Regions from separate parts of the Capsicum annuum genome. Here region 1 is linked to region 2. The links are chromatin contacts, called in public Hi-C maps. All regions are on one chromosome and are shown on one strand. Each heading gives the region's core, a stretch centred on a gene start, on an enhancer-like site or on the middle of the called end of the contact. The rest is flanking DNA. Distances are from core to core; before and after follow the strand shown. Region 1 overlaps LOC107863792 (sulfate transporter 3.1). Region 2 has its middle 55 kb from the start of LOC107865395.

Evidence for each region. Hi-C and Micro-C count contacts between places; a contact is called where the count stands out from the background.
Region 1: a contact with region 2 is called in a Hi-C map of leaf, with 4 times the contacts expected there. The contact joins two enhancer-like sites. A contact is called at or near these places in 5 of 5 Hi-C or Micro-C datasets (bud, leaf, pericarp and 1 more).

The regions. Positions count from the first base shown.
Region 1 is chr3:63,100,468-63,103,167 of UCD10Xv1.1, forward strand. LOC107863792 (sulfate transporter 3.1) reads left to right here. Exons shown (of 12, transcript XM_016709927.2): 6 at 916-1,032; 7 at 1,774-1,900. Among protein-coding and RNA genes, the nearest start is that of LOC107863792, 4.7 kb to the left of the region's middle. Within about 2 kb of position 1,339, at least 4 of the 5 cell types and tissues checked have an H3K27ac peak or open chromatin away from gene starts, as enhancers often do. A contact at or near this core is called in bud and leaf, where this site is marked.
Region 2 is chr3:63,020,020-63,022,719 of UCD10Xv1.1, forward strand. No RefSeq gene overlaps it. Among protein-coding and RNA genes, the nearest start is that of LOC107865395, 55 kb to the right of the region's middle. Within about 2 kb of position 1,287, at least 2 of the 5 cell types and tissues checked have an H3K27ac peak or open chromatin away from gene starts, as enhancers often do. A contact at or near this core is called in bud and leaf, where this site is marked.

The DNA.
Region 1 (2,700 bases), core at 89-2,588, 80 kb after region 2:
TTCACAACATAAACACTATGGTGGGGGAGTGATGTGATATTTCTGCTATTTGGATTATTGAGTTTGAAGTGTTGAAGTTGTATTGTGATTCTTGTGGTTTTGGTATTGCACACGTTTTCTCTAAATAGACGACCTACCAATGCCATGATTAACTGATATTCAATGTTTAAAGAACACTGGCCCAGCATATGTGTTGTTGATTGAATCATTGCTCTGCCCATTATCCAATGTATTTTCACATTTTGAAATAGACATTTCTAAATGGCGACTTCATTTTCCTAGAATTTGCTCAATTTAACATTCAAATTTGATGACATAGAACGCAATTTTTTTGGATTATTGTAGCTGATAATTCATCATATTTGTTGAGATATATATTATGGTATTAGAGTGAGAGACGTGAGTTATGAAAACTTTCCATCATTATGTGATAATTTCTTTATTCAAGTCGTAAAGAAGAAGAAGAAGAATTAGTTGTGTACATCTCTACCTACCTACCAACTTACACTCTGGTGGATCCAGGATTTTTAAGTTACGGCTACTTGGCTGCCTTTACTCTAAAATTATTTTCTAACATTGGGTTCTCAATAATATCTTTGTTTATTAAAACTATTTTTTGTAATATAAAAGTTCATATATAGTAAGTGGATAAAATCAATGTAGGTCTGTAACGGCCTGGAATAGAAGTTGCAATGCATTTGATGTTAATATCTAACTCGATTTTTATGTAATTTGTAATTTGTTTATTAAGGGCTTGATACGATCAAATTAAGTTCCCCTTCTTTAATTTTTATTATTCTATCTACTCAATATTTATAAGCCAAAAAATAGCATGTGATAATTTGAGAGTTTTATGATTTAAAGGACAAGTGGACTAACAGGATATGGTTTATGTGATGAAAAAAAAATGAACAGATAGGGGAGCTGAAGAAAGGGTTAAATCCATTGTCAATAACCGATTTGTCATTTGGAGGCACTTATCTTTCTACAGCTATCAAAACTGGCATAGTCACTGGTGTCGTTTCTCTTGCTGTAAGCTTTTTCCAACCTTTATTTTTGTCCTCGTTCTTCACCTACTTTGCATTATTTGTCACAATTTGATTAGAATTTAACTAGTGAAACTTGTTCTAGTGGTAAAACACTTATTCTACTTATCAACTATGTTGTTTGGACTTTTCAAAAATGTTATCTCATTCATATTTTGTCTCATTATTAGAAATAGAGATTTTTTCCAACTCATTAAATGAGAAATTTGTGCTATGAAGCATGATTATTCCATCCATTTTCCCATCATACCTGCTCACTGGGAAAACATATTCTTGGTGAAACACTGGAAAACTTCCTCATTTTTACACTACTATTTTTTTCCCACTGATTCAACCAAAATATTAGTCAGAATATCCACTGAACAATTTTTTTTTGAAAAATTTCAAAGGGAAAATAGTTAGCTTTAGTATTATCTATAATTTTCAAAAATCCAAGCTACATAGCTAATCAACATGTAGACTTGAGGTTTGTGTCACGTAAAGAGCTGAAAAGATCGTCGAATATTAAACATAAGTGGTCAATTCATATCATGTAACTATATAGTGCCGTGAACTTAAAATCCGATGACTTTTCAATGATAGTTACCAATTAGATTTTGTATTCTATGTACTTGTAGTTGTAAGTATTAAAATATGTTTAGAAATGAAGATTATGTTAGACTCATCATGATCTCAAGACAAAAAATATTCATAAAATCAAACTCTTTGATGGGGACTGATGAGACAGGAAGGAATAGCAGTGGGGAGAAGTTTTGCAATGTACAAGAACTACAATATAGATGGCAACAAAGAGATGATTGCTTTTGGTATGATGAACATAGTTGGCTCTTGCACTTCCTGCTACCTCACTACTGGTAACAATTCCCAACTCTTTCTCTTTCTTTTATTTGCCTGAAAGCTACTTTTACCTGAAATAACATGTCTCAGTCGGGTCCATGTATCAGCATGTGATTATATGGACCATGGATAATGTCTAGCAGACAAAAATAAAAGTAGCAAATAAATGCAGAAAGAGACAAGACAAAATCTTATTAAGGAAATGGTAAAAAAGTAGGTGGCAATGGAGGGTGAAACTAAGATTTCGTTGGATTGGTTTATTTTAAGTAATTTTAATTAAATAGTTTTTAAGCATTTTTTTAGTATTTGTGAAATAAAAAAAAAGTTTTTTATGTACTTAATTTTAAGCCCAAAAAAAACAAAAATAAGCCAACAGTGATCACAAGTAATTAAAATTGACTTTTGGCATATAAGCTAAAACATTCAAACAGGCTCTAAACTTGATCCTAGTAATATTAAATAAAGTCACAAAGTAATATTTTTTGTAACTGTAATATCACTAAACTAACTACTTGTAGTACTAAAGTCACAAAGTTAATTTTGTAAATAGTAATCAGTGGCATAACCATAGGTAGTGAAGGGTGGCCAGTTCACCACGCTTCGTCGAAAAAATTTAAAAATTATTTTATATATATAATCTTGAACATTTTTAAAACAATTCTTGGTTTATCATTGATAATAATGTCACTAAATTAACTGGTTCTAGCGGCAAAAGTTACAAAATTAATTTTTGTAACAGTAAAATCACTAAACCACTAAATTATGTGTTCTTTGTCCAAAAAAAACACAAATCACCGAAAAGTCAAATTTCCTTACA
Region 2 (2,700 bases), core at 37-2,536:
CTTCACGTTAATGTTAGGGTCTAAAGCAAAACAGTATATTAGGATTTAGGGTTACTAAATGATTATAATTTATATATTTATATGTTATATCAAATTATATTTTTAGTGTATTTACATATATATTAAATTATATATATATATATATTATAATATATTATTTATGTAATTTTGATTTTTCGGTTTATCCGAATTCTTTTTTTGTAAATCCAAAAACCAAACCGTTTAACCAAATTTCTAAAATTTGAAACCGAAACCAATCCGAAAAACCAAAAAATCAAACCAAAATTAAATTTCGGTTAGATTTTTCAATTTTTTTAGTTTAAACCAAAATATGCCCAGCCCTAGCGATAATGTTTGTTTGAAAATATCATGACTGCTATAGAGAGGTGTTGTTATATATGTCTATTGGCATTTGACATTCAGATTTCATTTACCTGTTATAAACAAAAGTATACAAAATTAAAAAGAGCATGAATATAAAAAATGTAACTATTAATAAGTCTTTTCCTCGTGAAGTTATGAAATAACGGATGTGTACCATATAAATACATTTTTTCCTTTAAATTAGATATTCATACTTGAAATTTATTGTATGCATGACATTAATAATTATTATCATAAATATTTTGCTATTTTATTTTATACATAATATTTTTTTATGAAATGTTATTACATAATATTTGAGTATGCTATTATAGATAGGTAACTTTATATATAGTGTACTGCTACAATAATGCCATTGTTGTTATAAGTCGAATGTCGTTATAGAGAAATAAAATATAAGATGAAAAATTGATTTTGAAGAAAATCATGTCACTATAGTAAAATGATGTTATAACTAAAAAGGTGATTTCATAGAAAGATCCGACTGTATACAACTAGAAGTAGAATAGTAAATAACATGGTCATTAACTCTCTGTTAGGCTTTTGGAGGTTCATGTCAATGTCATGAGTCTTTTTTGGGCTTCAATCACTGCTAGGACTAATTGCAAATTTGCAATTCAAGTATTCAACAAACATTATACCAGCACTAATAGCGATGCTTCACAATTTTAATAAAAAAAATTGATAAACTAATAACCAAGTGCACAAACACTCTTCATCGTATCCTCCAGATTCTTCACCATCATTCACTAAGATACCGTCGTAACACGTCATTTTTACCCCTCGATTTCTTCGAACGACCACTCACCATACAACAATGGGTAAAACGATATCCTAGGAAAGTGAAACCAAAAAAATCCGACATCTCTAAATCTGAAATATCTGTGAAACCAAATGGAGAACACTGTTATTGAAGTTTGGAGGTTATCTGTTTGAATTTTGAAATTCAAAAAGTGTTATTAAATCGGATAGATGTTGGTGCAATAACTTACAACATCTTTGCGACAATAAAATTGAAAATTAAAGCCTATCTGTAGAAGATTTGAAGTGTTTTGGGTCAGATTTTGGTCGTTGTGTAAATTTTGTATCTGTACGTATCCCATCCAGCAATATATCAATGCATATCTTTGTTGTATATGTGTGTATTTCACGTATATCTATGTATATCGTTGTTGTATATGTGTGTATTTCATGTATATCAATGTATATCCATGAAAGTATGCGTCAGATATACAATGAGATACTCACGTAATATACATTGTTGAGGTGATGTTTTTCGAGTCTATTTTAGATGTAGAATTTAACTAATCACCTTTAATCTTTTTCAAATTTTATTTGTAGTTTTGTCAAGGTGTTTTCAACGAATGTCGACCACACCCACTCAAAAAACACTACTACTACATGACACTTTTTTTTCTTTTTAGTCCGTTTTGAAAGGAAAACTTTTTACTCTCCTTAAAAGGAAAGACACCCTTTAATATTTAGTAATAATTTAGCTTTTAATATTTAATTTTATCCTTAATAAGGTGATCTGTAGCCACGTAAATGTTTACAACTTATTTTAGACCATAACTTTTAAAAGCCCTGCTTTCATTCTTAAACTTCTTGCTCAATCAAATAACTTCAAATAAAATGGGACGAATGGAGTCATTTAAAACGTTTAAATCCTAGTTTAGTTGTGGTTTCAAGATTGAAGCTCTGAAAAGATTATGTTACTGATGAATTGAGAGGATTTTTCGTAGTAGTGAAAAATCAAAGGAATGTCTGGTTGGCAAGTGTATTTTTTGACTAAAAAAATAATATTCCAATAGTTATTGGTGTTGTATACGCGTGACAATTTCCCTGAACTTCTATATGCTAACAGGTTGTTTGTTGATAAGATAGGTAGATACAATTTCCAACTAAAATTCATTACATGTATGTTATTTAATGGAAGACAAAATTGTAGGGATAAGCACACACACATTAGCACAATGTAAAGTGGACCAAAAGTTGGAAAATTCAAATGAGCTCCACTAAATTGGGCCGTTTTTGCTCTTAGGCTTTTCGAATTGGAATTTCTAGCTGTATGGATGGGAAAATTAATCATGAATAATTCGTTCATGATAAATTAATTAATCTTATTTTTAATCAATTTTCATGTTACAAAAGCCTATTAGTTTATTTGATTCACATGGTTGTGAACGAAGAAAAAATCCGATTGATCACATTGACTTATTTATTTATTTATTTAGAAAAAGACTTCATATTACTTATGTAAAGTTCGATTGTTTTTTTTCTTTTTAAAAAAATCATAGTTATAGTTTAATATCATTA